Linked DNA regions of Mus musculus: region 2 is linked to region 1. Evidence: chromatin contacts called from public HiChIP or PLAC-seq data. All regions are on one chromosome and are shown on one strand. Each heading gives the region's core, a stretch centred on a gene start, on an enhancer-like site or on the middle of the called end of the contact. The rest is flanking DNA. Distances are from core to core; before and after follow the strand shown.

What was found. HiChIP or PLAC-seq counts read pairs in DNA pulled down with a chosen protein or histone mark.
Region 2: an H3K27ac HiChIP or PLAC-seq map of microglia shows a contact between it and region 1, with 7 times the contacts expected there. The contact joins the promoter of Ptk7 here to the promoter of Dlk2 in region 1. A contact is called at or near these places in 3 of 39 promoter capture datasets (cranial neural crest, liver and neural stem cells), 1 of 484 Hi-C or Micro-C datasets (embryonic stem cells), 2 of 115 datasets of contacts at active chromatin or transcription factors (microglia and stem cell-derived neural progenitor cells) and 2 of 9 other capture datasets (adipose tissue and pancreatic islet).

What each region holds. Positions count from the first base shown.
Region 1 is chr17:46,293,733-46,300,786 of GRCm38.p6, reverse strand. Dlk2 (delta like non-canonical Notch ligand 2) reads right to left here and starts at 2,859. Exons shown (of 6, transcript NM_001286013.1): 1 at 2,709-2,859; 2 at 2,089-2,219; 3 at 1,776-1,839. The coding sequence starts at 2,164. Gm41588 (a long non-coding RNA gene) reads right to left here and starts at 1,769. Exons shown (of 2, transcript XR_876844.1): 1 at 1,428-1,769; 2 at 697-1,344.
Region 2 is chr17:46,625,190-46,631,645 of GRCm38.p6, reverse strand. Ptk7 (PTK7 protein tyrosine kinase 7) reads left to right here and starts at 2,142. Exons shown (of 20, transcript NM_175168.4): 1 at 2,142-2,378. The coding sequence starts at 2,324. It overlaps Klc4 (kinesin light chain 4), which reads left to right. Exons shown (of 16, transcript NM_001357130.1): 16 at 573-1,017. The coding sequence ends at 623.

The DNA of each region.
Region 1 (7,054 bases), core at 1,610-4,109:
AGAGCTTCTGTGTGTGTGTGTGTGTGTGTGTGTGTGTGTGTGTGTGTGTGTAGGAACATGTGTGTCTGTGCATGTGTAAGGTAGAACCAGAGCTTCTGTGTGTGTGTGTGTGTGTGTGTGTGTGCACGAACGTGTGTGTCTGTGCATGTGTAAGGTAGAACCAGAGCTTCTGTGTGTGTGTGTGTGTGTGTGCACGAACGTGTGTGTCTGTGCATGTGTAAGGTAGAACCAGAGCTTGTGTGTGTGTGTGTGTGTGTGTGTGTGTGTGCCTGTGTAAGGTAAAACCAGAGCCTCTAGAAACTGGTAGGATATACAACAGCCGCGAAGGAAAAGCAGATCAACCCCAGGTAGGTGCAGGGCTGGGCAGATGGACATGTAAGCAGTCAGACAGACTACAGCATTCAAGTTTAGTACCTGGTTGTCTAGCCTTTGATAATCTCTTTTCTCACCTGAACACTGAAAAAAAAATGCCTCCCTTCAAGAGTATTTTTTTAAAGATTTATTTATTTATTATATGTAAGTACAGTGTAGCTGTCTTCAGACATACCAGAAAAGGGTATCAGATCTCATTATGGATGGTTGTAAGCCACCATGTGGTTGCTGGGAATTGAACTCAGAACCTTCGGAAGAGCAGTCAGTGCTCTTAACCGCTGAGCCATCTCTCCAGCCCCCGCCCCCCCTTTTTTTTGAGTATTCTTAAATAAAACAATGTCTGTAATTCTGGTGCCATTCCTGGAATGTCTGGTTGTGCACATTGGAAAGAGTGACCTTCTTCCCTTCAGACTCCGGAATGAGTGGCTGGGTTGTTTTGTTGTGAGGCAGGTGTTCTGTTTGTCTCAAGTAGACAAGGCTAGCTTGGAATCCTGATCTTTCTAGCATCACTTCGCAGTCGCTAAAATCACAGGTATGGGCCACCATACCAGCTCTATGATTTTTTGTTGTATTGTTTTTCGAGGCAAGGTTCCTCTGTATAGACTTGGCAATCCTAGAACTCTCACTCTGTAGACCAGGCTGGCCTCAAACTCAGAGATTGCTTTGCCTCTGCCTCCCAAGCGCTGGGATTAAAGGCGTGCGCCACCACCGCCCGGCCAGCTTAATTTTTATAAGCCCACTGAGGATGTCTAGTCTCAAGTACCCCAGCTCCATGCCAAGTATCTGCCCTCGCCAGCTCCCTTCTCATGTCCAAACCCTTCTCTGCCCCAGAATTTGCCCAGTCTGCCGAGGTGAGTCAATGATGGAATTCTCCAAGAAGCAGACCCCTCCCCCTACAGTCCCCCTCCCCCTGCAGCTCCCCTTCCCCGGGTCACCTCTCCCTGGAGCCCTCTCCCCTTGCAGCTATTCTCTCTCTGCAGCCCCCCTCCCCCTGTAGCCCCCTCCCCTGCAGCCCCCTCTTCCTACAGCCCTCCCTCCCCCTGGAGCTACCCTACCCCTGCAGCCCTTCTCTTCCGTTTCCTCTTTACTGTGGCTCTCAGTCCCTAAACTCTCAAGCTTCAGATGACTCTATGGCATCTTGAGGGACAGAAGCCCTTGAGAGAATAAAGAGTTGGTTATTCAAGCTCTTAAAGTAAGAAGCAAAAAGAGATACGGGGAGAGGAGAGGAGGGGAGGGGAGGGGACTGGTCATCCTGTTATGTATAAACAAACAAACACACACACACACACACACAATAGGGTCTTAAGCGCCTAGATACTGTTGCGGGTTTTTGACATGCTCTCGGTGTAAAGGACCAAAAAGTGGGGAGGAAAGGATTTGAGGCACGTGTGCCGCTTAAGTACCTGCAGGAGCCGTCAGGAGCGCAGCAGCCGTGGGCCAGGTCACAGTGGGAGCTGCAGTCATCCGCTGAAAGAGATTGGTGTAGTGGGTGTGAGTCTGGGTCCGAGTCTGACTTCCCAGGCGCGGGACTTGGCAGAGGTTTCAGTAGTCAGATGGACTCATGGGCACGGACGAGCGTCCCATTCCAAAGAGAGCACTTATAGATCTCTCCCTATGGAACGGAGCGGTTGCAGTGCCGTCTCTAGCCAGCAGAGGTCAACGTGCCAGCGAGGACGGCTGAGGAGAGCCGGGACCCAATCCCTGGGGCAGGCTCACCTCTGGCAGGCTGGCTGGTTGCCCCCAGGATGCACAGCAGGCACACGAGATTTAGGCAGCGGCAGCCGCTGGGCATGGTCAGTTCCGGCCTCAGGAGGGACGGACGGATGAACGGCCAGACGTGTAGACACCTGTGGGATGGCACGGGCTGGGAAGCGGCTTGACGCGGAGATAGCGGCACTGATACTGGTTCCAAGTGACAGGAGCAGGAGAAGGAGAGGGACTCCCCGGGTGGGGAGTGGAAGGGCGGGCGAGAGAAAGGGTTGAGCAGGCGAAGGGACTGGAGGCAGGAACCCACTAGCCAGGTCTGCGGGAAAGAGGCCAAAGGATGGGCAGCAGCGAGCGTGGCCACCGCGCGGGAACAGCCAGAGCTGCGATCGCGATCCAGGTGGAGGGGTCAATAGAGATGGGGACAAGCGCGGAAAGGCGAGCGCGACGGGACGTGGGGGCTGGGGCGTGGGGAGGAGCGGCTCCCAGTTCCTAGATGCAAGAGATCTCCTCCCGGGTCCTCCGACATCCACCCACCTAGGCCTGGCTCTCACAGCCCCCCAACCCCGCTCGCTCCGCCTCGCTTCGGCCTGAGGTCCCCACCGAGGGACCGCGTCCTCCTAGCTTCTCACCTCCGGCTGGGAGGCGACGCGTCCCCGGGGCGCAGAGTCAAACCGGATCCGACGGACTGGGCCGGGGGGCGGGAGGGGGGCCGCCCCTAGCTGGCCGCGGGGCTCGGCACCGAAGTAGCTGCCATGCCAGCCGAGCACTCGGGAATCTGGGGCTGCAGGCGACCCCGAGCGGCGGCAGCGGCTCCTCGCGCGCGCTCGGCCCCCTGCCAGGGGCGGCGTGTGCCGGCGGAGCCCGCCTCTCCCCTCCCGCCGCCGCGGCCCGCCCCGCACCGACTGCGCCCCGCGCCCACCCCCGCTGCGCACGGCCACACCTCGCGCTGCCACTCGGCCCTGGCACCCCCCAGCGCTCTTCGCCCCTCCCTTCGCGGCCCCCAGCCCCCTTGCTTCGCTTTCTTCCTCCGAAATTAGAAAATCAAAGGAGCTGAACTGGGCATACACCGTAAAGCGCGGGCCGAAGGTGCGCGCCCTGCTGTCTTCCCATTTTCTTGCCCACCCCACCTCAACCGCTCGCCCCACTCTGCCCCTCACCCACGCCCGACTCTGCACGCCCCTGTCTACCGCGCATCGTGATTTTCATTAGCCTTTCCCGGCTCTCCTGTTTTAGCCCGAGCACACTGAAGCCATGCTTGCTGCCACCTTCCTCCTGTCACCAGCCCACGCCTCCCCGGCTTGCAGAGCCTTCGTCACTGGCTTCGTAGGTCAGCGCCTGCTCTCTGTGGGCTTCTTTCTTTCTTCGCTACCTCTTTCAGGATGGACCATATCTACATAAATACCATCCCAGCGTACCCGCTGTTCTTTCCTCCCATCTGCTCCCAGTTTTCACAGCCCGTTCCTTTCCAAGCCCACCTTTGGGTAGCCTGCCTAGATCATACACTGCCTATTGGTGTTGCCCCACAAGTTCCTGCCACTGAACATCCCCACATCCGTTCACAGCTCCACATCTCGGAATGAGAGTTTTGTATTGAGAGAGGGTGGGGAGAATTGCCCTTGTAGGTCTCTTTACCCCTCAGAGCCAATGAGTCAAAAAAACCCAAAGAAGATAAAGACCCCAATATGTGTATTTGTTGGTGTTTGGTGTTTGGTTGGGTAACTGTGCAGAGGGGAAGGCTGCCCACAGTCTCTAGGTCTTCCTATGGAACTTCCTATCTTTAAGTTGGAAGGTGACTTCCTTAACTGCACAGACTGGCTTCTTGCTGCAGAGACTCGAGGGACAGGGCAGTGCCCACCGCCTACACCTGACAACACCCACGCCCAATCTCAGCTCAATAGCTGACTTCCTCTTGCCCCCCCCAGGGGGGGCACTCTCTGGGTTTGAGTCACCGAGTGGGCTTCTAGCGTTCATTTCTTTTGTTCTAAGTTGGGTTGTTGTTTTCTTTTAGCAAAAATTGCAAACCCAGAGCATCAACAATTCGTGTAGAAAATGTAAGGCTGGTATGCTAGCACAACATGACTAGTAAGTCACCTTTTTGAAGTCTAAAGGATCCCAAAATATGAGGATTTCAAGATGAAAGCATCCTGGTCTACATAAGTTCTCTCTCTCTCTCTCTCTCTCTCTCTCTCTCTCTCTCTCTCTCTCTCTCTGTAAGAAACACAGAGTGAGGAGGTGAGGGAGAGAAACAGTGGACCCCAATGTTAGCAATAGCTCTGTCTGTGTGATGAGATGATAGACTCAGCACTCTCCGGATGATGAGATGATAGAGTCATGGCTCTCTGGGTGATGAGATGATAGAGTCGTGGCTCTCCAGGTGATGAGATGATAGAATCATGGCTCTCCGGGTGATGAGATGATAGAGTCATGGCTCTCCAGCTGATGAGATGATAGAACCTTTGCCTGTGATTGAGTTTTTCCTTCCCTTTCTTTCAACAAGGTCTCAAGTAGCCCAGGCAAGTCTGGAACTTACCATGTAGCTAAGGATAACTTTTGAATTCCTGACCCTCCTTAGTGTCAAAATTACAGCTATGCATTTACCACACCTGGCTAAGATTTTTTTCTCATTAATACTTTGTATCATCTCTGTTTTTCTCACAATGAACATGCATAACATTCTAAAAACTGAAGTATATAATATATACTATTTATATGGCTAATACTTATATTTATACATATATTCATACTTTTTGAAATAAAGGAAAGGAAGAAATAAATCAATCAAGGCAAGTAAAGATTCTATATTAGTTCATATATATTACTTTTTTGTGTCATAAATTCATTCAACAAATAGGTGTTGAGCACATACATGCTTGTGCCAGGTGACAGATGCCATTCCAGGCACTGGAAATAGAGATTCCTGAGAAATGGCACCTTCATTCCCACTCCCCCATCCTCCCAATGCTGGAGACAATTCCAGATCTGCATACACAGAAGGCAAACACTCTGCTGGTGGAGCCACATCGCTTTCACTGCTGAGTGACTGAGCTGAAGACGTGAGCAAGGAACAGCCCCAGTTCATTGATGGAATATATTAAAATTCACTGATACAACTCTGAAGCTTGTGCAGAGTCTGCAGTTGACACATCACCTGCCTCCCCCTCGTTCTCTGAAGATTTCAGCTGCTTGCTCGCTGTCACTCTCTTCCTTTGCCTCTAAGTCTTACTGACTCTTTGCCTCTCTGGGGGCCTGGGAACTGTTTCAGGCTCTTGATGACTGTGCATGCGACAGACACAGTTCCCTGACATGGCTGGTAGGTAGTTTGTAAGGATGGCCACTACATTACTTCCTGTCCCCTTCCAGTGACTTGGCTGCTCCTCAGTAGCAGGTGAGTCCCTTACATTTAGGCTGACCTCTGTGGCTCACTTTGACTAATAGAATGTAATGTCACTGACCCATGTGAACTTCTGTCATCTAGGTCTTGGGAGCTGCCCTTGGTCCTCCTAGAATCCTTCCAACATCAACTAAAGAAGCCTGTGCTAAGATCAGGCACAGTGGTGCACACCTTTAATCCCAGCACTTGGGAAGCAGAAGCGGGTGGATTTCTGTGAGCTCGAGGCCAGCCTGGTCTACCTCCCTTGGCAGGGGATTCAGACCAGCGAGGGCTACGCAGTGAGATTCTGACTTTTAATTTTATTAGGAGGAAAAAAAATAGATGACTTCTGTTTCTCTACAGATTGCAGATACATTTTTTTTTCTACTCCCCTGTAGTGGCTTGGTCTGAAGCTGCTATGTATTCGGATGCTAAATCCCGTATCCCAAAACCTGGTTGCTCCAAGACATCAGGTCCTCATGGGTACTAGTTTTTGTTGTATAAACCTTGTCCCCCAAGTTATCCCTGATTGGTTCATAGAGATGTCTACAGCCTGGGCTGGGTAGAAGAGAGGGGGCAAAGCAAAGGTGCTCAGGGGTCTCAGGCAGGGACACAAGAAGAAGAAAGGAAGGGAGGAGGAAGAGGAGGAGGAAGAAAGACACATTTTGGTAGGTGGATAAAGTGAGCTCATGGTCATGAAGGCTAGCCTGTCAGAGTAGGTGCAGCCTAGGCTGAACGTGGCAAGTGATAGATAGATAAATAGCTCAGGATTATTGATGACAGGGAAGTAGACAAAATAGCAGAGGGTTTACATCTGCCCAGCTCTAGTGCTTTAAGGCTTATTATAAATGTAAAGTCTTGATGTCTTTTATTTGGGAACTAAATGATCTAAGTTGGGTATAAACTCTGCCTAATATTATTTACCACAACAATCTCCCTTATTACAAATGCTTCAAAAATATTTGTTTGAGTTGGCTATGGTGGCTTCACCTCTGTAATCCAAGCACTCGAAGGCTGAGGTAAATTCTCTGTGTATCTCAGGCCTGCCCAGGCTGCAGAGTTAAGTTCCAGGCCAACCTTGGCTACACAGAAAGAAAGAAAGAAAGAAAGAAAGAAAGAAAGAAAGAAAGAAAGAAAGAAAAGAAAGAAGAGGGAGGGGAGAAAGAGAGAGAGGAAGGGAGGAAGAGAGAAATGGAGGGAGGGAAGGAGGGAAGGAGGGAAGGAGGGAGGGAAGGAGGGAAGGAGGGAAGGAGGGAAGGAGGGAGGGAAGGAGGGAAGGAGGGAAGGAGGGAGGGAGGGAGGGAGGGAAGGAGGGAGGGAAGGAGGGAAGGAGGGAGGGAAGGAGGGAAGGAGGGAAGGAGGGAGGGAAGGAGGGAGGGAGGGAGGGAAGGAGGGAGGGAAGGAGGGAAGGAGGGAAGGAGGGAAGGAGGGAGGGAAGGAGGGAGGGAAGGAGGGAAGGAGGGAGGGAAGGAGGGAAGGAGGGAAGGAGGGAGGGAAGGAGGGAAGGAGGGAGGGAAGGAGGGAAGGAGGGAGGGAAGGAGGGAGGGAAGGAGGGAAGGAGGAAAGGAAGGAGGGAGGGAAGGAGGGAAGGAGGGAAGGAAAGAA
Region 2 (6,456 bases), core at 893-3,392, 330 kb before region 1:
GGGGACACATGTCTAATCTCAGAGCTGGGGAAGCAGAGGCAAGTGGGACTCTGCATTTAAAGCCAGCCTGGTCTACAGAGTTCCAGCACGGACAGGGTGACACAGAAACCTGGTTTGAAAGAGAAGAGAAAGACAGACAGACAGATAGACAGACAGAGACAGAGAGAGAGAGAGTTTCTGGCTAAAGGATTCAGTCAGAATTATTCAGGAGAGTACCAGCCACTGGTGCTCTCTAAGCTGGTAATAATTCAGAGTGACTTAGAGCTGCTGGCCGTGTCTTACTCCTTCCCTTGAGGTCTCAGTGAGGAAGTAGGAACACCAGCAGCATGAAGTCTCCCTTAGAGAAAGCAGGCAACACTGCCAGCCAGTTCAACACAGTGAGCTCTTGGGTCAGCTCATTCACTGTGCAAGCCAGCATTCTTGCCCAGGTTTCGTCCCGTAGCTCCTCCAGTAGACCGTGCCTAAGCAAAGTCCTAGAGCTTAGGTTGAGGTTAGAAATTCCATCTTTAGTCTCTGCAGAGCAGGCAGACTCCAGGAGTTTGCAGTGATGTGTGGTTGCTGGTCTCTTTCAGGTCTCCCGGGGCCTCAGCGCCAGCACTGTGGACCTTTCTTCAAGTAGCTGACATTCAACTCCCTCTTTTAGTCTGCTGGGTCCCCACAGCCCTTACAGCATTCCCCATGGCTCCTGTCTCTTCCCCAACTCAATAGGATGGTGAAGAGGGAGCGGTGTATGTGGTAGATTGCTGCTTCTAGGGTCTAGGCTCCTTCCCTGGGAACCCCCCTTCGGAAGGGCCCTCAGGATAACATGATCTCTACTTTGGAGTCCTCTAGAGTAGCTGACTGAGGCTCCCAAGGTGGGAGAAAGTGGGTCTGCACCTCAGGGATGCGCCTGATGCTGGCTCTTCTGTCAGTTTGGGGCTGGCCAACTGGGCTGCCTTGCCCTGGTCTCTTTTACCCTCTGCTGCCTCACTACAGGTCCACATATTTCACTGTTTCTTTAATAAATGAACCAGGTAACATTTTGTGTTCGGAGTCTTCATTGAAGACGTTGTTCAGGACCCTTCCTAGAAGGATGAGGGCAGTGGTAGTGTGCAGGACTGTTGAATTCTTGGCTCAATGGTTCCCTCCGTGTTTGTACCCTCTTTAGCAGGGCCTGGAGGAAGACTTCTGGGGGATGGGGAATGAGGCACACAAGAAGAAGGTGCTGTGGACGGGGTTGTCAGGGACATGTGGTGGCCATGTGGCAGGACCCTGGAGTCCTGGCGCCACTTCTCCTGCCTGTGAGGCCCTCTGTGGCTTCCTTCCCCCCTCCCAGCTGCTTGGGGGAAGGGAGGTCTAAGCAGGCCTGGGGGGCCCTCCAGAGCCAGAAGGGGGACAAGGCGCTATCCATCCTCTCTTGCATATCCTGGAGGCCTGTCAGCAGCTGGGGCCCATCTTCTAAAGCTTGACTTCTTCTGACCCGCCTCCCACACCCCTTGCTGCTTTCACAACAAAGAAAGAATGTGGGGGTGGTGGCGCTGGGGGTGGAGGGTGCCTGGAACAAGGGCTGCGTTGGGCCTCCCCACAGCTGGAGATTTGGCCATGCCCTGACACAGCCCAGACTGCTTGGAGATGGACTTGGGATGTATGTCTGTTTAATAGCTCTCGCTGGGGGTTGGAGCCCAGGGTTTCTACCTTGGGTTCAGATTTGTCCAGTGTCACGCACGCCCCTCCCCCTCCCTGGCTACATCTGTTCCACCGGGCACCACAGCTGTGCCCTCCTTGTCTTCTGAGACATCCTGGCTATGTCCTCCTTGCCTTCTTCTGAGACACCCTGCTGGTCTGTCTCATGCAGCACTTTGGGTTGCTTAACTCCAGCAACTTGGAGAATTCTGGGCAAACTATTGCTCCAGATCTCCAGGTAGGTTCAGAGGGCCTAACGGAGTTCTGAGAGTCACTTTGGTTCTCTTGCGTCCCAGTGGATAGATTAGGCGGTGGGAACAACACCCAGGTCTCCGGCACTCCCCTAAGACGGCCACTGCTGCTCCCCCCCCCCCCCATCATTCCCCAGATCCTTCTTTCTATTGCCAGCTCCTCCCCTCGACGGCGGGGAAGGGGGCGTCAGGGGGCGGGGCGCCGTGCAGGCGGAGAGGAGGGGGCGTCGGGGGCGTGGCTTGGCTGCGGCGGCGGCGCGCTCGAGGGCTTGGATGTACGGGGCGCGCGCGGCTCCAGCTCCGGACGCCTCGGGCTCGGGCTGTAGCTGCTGCGGCGGCCCCCGCGCTCCGGTCCGCGCGCCCGCTCGCCGTGTGCCTTGAACCTCGCTGCTCGTCTGCAGCCCGCCAGGATGGGAGCCCGCCCGCTGACTCTGCTCAGAGCCCTGCTTCTGCCGCTGCTGGCCGGTGAGTCCCCCGAGAACCGGGAGGATCCGAGCTGTGCTTTGAGAAGCGCGGGAGTCCCGGGGGCTGGAAGGGCCCTGGAGAGGTGGGCTGGGCAGTTGGGGAGGTGGAGAGGCTCGCTAGGGGCTCGAGGATCCTGGGTTGGCGACGCCCCCTACGCGGTGGCGACACGGTGCACTGGGGCGCGGGGACGCGTTTGCTGTGAGTTCTCTCCGCCCGATCCGAGAGTTTGCTCGAGCGTTGCCCGGAGTCGCTGGCTCCCAAGCTCTGCTAAGATCTCCCTTTTGGAGAAGCAGTGCCCTCCCATCCCGTGAAAAGGTGCGGACGCGGACACCCAGGAATGCCCCGGGCCTTGGAGCCCAGATGAGGGGGATAGGCCTGGCTCCCGATCCCGTCCGAGCTGACATGGGGCGCGCCTGGCGCGGAGCTTTGTTACCTATGCCGGCCCGACGCGCCCGGGTCCCTCCCTGCAAGTTCCGGGGCAAAGCTGGAACCCCAGATGGCCCTGCGGGTGAGGGCAGGTTAGACTGAGAAGTGCCTAATCTTCTCCTCCAACTAGGCCTTGAGCCTACTCGGTGCCAGGGTCGTATCCCTGGAGCGGAGGGTCCCAGGCTGTAGTGGTGACTAATGAGTGAAGGCCGCTGCCAAAATCGGGCATGGCCGGCTTGCCAAGGTGCGGACGGGCTTTGCTTTGCTGTTTCCTGGATTTCCATCCTGTCCGTGTGTCCGTGTTCTCGGAGGAAAGGATTGTCTCTCTTCCTAAGGGCAGAAAGGCAAAGAGAGAGATAGAACGAGAGAGAGAGAGAGAGAGAGAGAGAGAGAGAGAGAGAGAGAGAGAGAGAGCGCCCAACTCTGGCTTTTCGTGAAGGGTCTCTCTACTTTGGTGAGGGTGTGGCCCCCCCGCCCCCCCCCCCCATCTCCAGGGCAAACAAGGGGCACCCTGTCCCGCAGACTTTTATTTCCTGGCTGATCACACCTGAGAGTCGGTCACAACTAAGGTGTTGTAAGTGACTTAACCGGAAATCGCCAAGCCACCCATATACCCAGTCTGCTGGTCCAAATGACTCCCTCCTTACCTTCCAAGACAAAACTACCAGTGGTGGTCTGCGGAAACAGCCCTCCTTGGGGAGACAGTCTGCGGGGGTGGGGGTGGGGGTGTCTTAGTCCTTAACCTAAAAAGAACTTACTTAGCCTTCTCTTTAATGAGTTCTAGCCGGGAGGGCAGGGGCAGGGAATTGTATACTGTCATCTTCCTGACCAGCTGTTGAGGGTTTAGGGACCAGAGAATGAAAGTCTTTCCCACCCCCAGTTATAAAGAGGTAGGCATAGCCTAAAAACCAACCCTGGGGTCTCTTAAGCTGGTGTTCCTAAGTTGTCCTGTGTTCCTTATGTGTGGGGTAGTCATTGCTCATGGCAAAGTCCTGCATCTGCTCCCAGAGGAAGTATGTAAGGTTTTGTTGTTGTTGTTGTTGTTGTTTTGTTTTTTAACACAGCCAGGATGAAGGCCCAACCATATGGGCAGGCAGCCCCAGCTCACAGGCCTCCTCGGCTGGCTGCTGGGTTTTGGTGTGTGTGGCTCTGCTAGATGTAGCTGTATTTGCTGCTGCGGTTTAGCTTTCTGAAGTCAAAGGCAAGTTCTGGTGGAGATGGCCCTTGCTCAACCACGCTACATTGCCAATTTCTTCTCTGAGGACTCTTGATGTTCGAGATGTGAACTCTAGTGGTGGGTGTTCTGGGAGGGTGTGTGTGTGGGGGGGGTTGGATAGGAGGGGTTTGGGGGGTATCTCCACAAAGAAACATTTTAATGAGAGCCTTAAATCAGTTCCACCAAATGTGCCTTCGTGTGAAACCTATCCGTGTGCTGTAAACGATTTCAGCGGAGGCGCCTGCTCTGCTGGTGAGATCCAGGGACTCTACCTACCCCAGATGCATGTCTTCAGGGGACAAGGAGGTTTTAATAGATCGAAGCACATTTCCCCATCGTGTTGTTTAACTGTGTCATTAACTGAAGCTGTAGGGAGACCTCACTGTTAAGGAGGCTGGGGCTAGGGACCTAGCCTGCCCAGGTTTGTAGACTCGGCCATTTTTGAAGTTTGGGTAATTATGCTGTAAATACCCAAGTTATGGTCCAAACCTTGAGATCCCTGGTGTGATAAATACGGTGGGGGAGGAAGAGAAGGCTTAAAGTTGAGAACCCAGACACCCCCACCCCCACCCCCTTTTAGACAGGGTCTTATTACATGCTCCAGGCTGGCCCTAGGCTTATGGTGCAGCCCTCCTTGGCCTAGAACTCATGATTCTCCTACCTCAGCCTCCAGAGAGCTGGGATTAGAGGATAGTAGGACCACACCTGGCCAAAACCTGGGATTTTTGTTCTTGTCGTTAGATTATTTTTTACATTTATTGGTGTGTGTGCTGAAGTTCGAGTGTGCGAGTGCCTACGTGTGCCACAGTGCACTTGTGGCGGTCAGAAGGCGACTGACTGATCAACTGAGAGAGATCCAGTCTCTGCTTTCATTGTGGTGGTCCCAGGGATGTTAACCGGTTGTCATGCGTGGTGGCAGGTGCCTTTACCTGCTGAGCCATCTTAGAACCGGCTCTCTGGTCATGTGTGTTTTCTGCCCGCTCCCGTTTCCCACCCTTTTTCCTTGGGTCTCCAGGCTTTTGCATCTCTGTGGAGGCTGAATCCTCACTTTCTGAACACTGTAGTGAGGGTTGGGTTCCTCTACACCCTGAAGCCTGTAATTCAGGCCTGGTACACAGGGGCGAGGGCACCTTCACAGAGGGTGTGGTCAGAGCAGCAGGGACAATTGACAATTCAGGCTGTGGACCTGTCTGTCTATCTGTCTGTCTGTCTGTCTGTCTATCTATCTATCATCTATCAGCCTGAGAGTCCATTCATCCATCCATCCAGTTTCTCAGAGTAGCCTACACTAGCCTTGACCTTGCTATGCAGTCAAGGATGGCCTTGAACTTCTGATCCTCCTGCCTGTTCTTCCCTAGTGCCACAATTACAGGTGTGCCAATTTTATGCAGTACTGGGGTTCAAATCCAGGGCTCCCAGCATACTCGGCAAGCAGTCTAACTGAGCTACCATGGACTCTCTCATTTTGAATTTACCATCTGTGTTTTTGCCCCAGTTGGAGTTCCAGTGTAGAATTCCTTTAATGTGGAACCTTATTTAGAGCGGGTCCTTACCCAGGGCAATTAGAAGAGGGAAGGGAAGGGAAAGGTAACTCAGTAGCAGAGTTAAGCCTTTCCTTGCATCGTGGGATGGGGGTGGGGGTGGGGGTGGGGGTGGGGTGTCTGTGTCTCCAGCCTCTCTGGGGTTCAGTTGCTTGTTATTCCTCTGGTGACCTGCACTGTCATGGTAGAGTCAAGGGGACAGACATTGTTCCCTGGTGGGCTTTTCTGATTTTTGATGTGTTTCTGGTCTTGTAGAGTTCTGGGCACGGACAGTTGTTTCCGACTGCGGGAGCTGTCTTGTCCCAAGAGGCTATGGATGAAGAATTAAGGTGGAGAATGTGTGTGGACCTAGGCAGTTCTGTAGCTTTACCACTCAGAGCCCTGTCTATACAGTGACATACTATACAGATGTCTATACTACCATCTCTGAGCGAGTAAGTCAGAATCACAAACTGGCTTTCTTGGAGTTCCAGACTGACTTCTAAGTCCTGATCTGCCTCTCCAAATCTCTTAAGTGCTGGGAGTCCAAGCATGCTCTGCTGTGGTGAGGTCCCCAGAGCTCTACAGGTCCTGTGGGGACATTCTGCGTAGATAATAGAAACTTAAGGCCAGTCAGTGTCAGTGGGTCGAGACTTGTGTAAGAGGTGAAGATTTTAAGACATACACTAAGTAACTTTGTTCTTGTGGACATTTCTTGGAATGATTCACACATTATTACTTTGTTATTATTTATTGTATGGGTAGATGAATTTGTGGAGGTCAGAGGGTAATTTTCGGGTGTTGGTTCTCTTCCATGTGGCCCCCGGGGTCACAGGCCTCAGGTCATCTGGATCGGTGGTAGGTGTCTTCACCCACTGGGCCATCTTTGATTCCCCTGATATGTGAATTTAAAGGT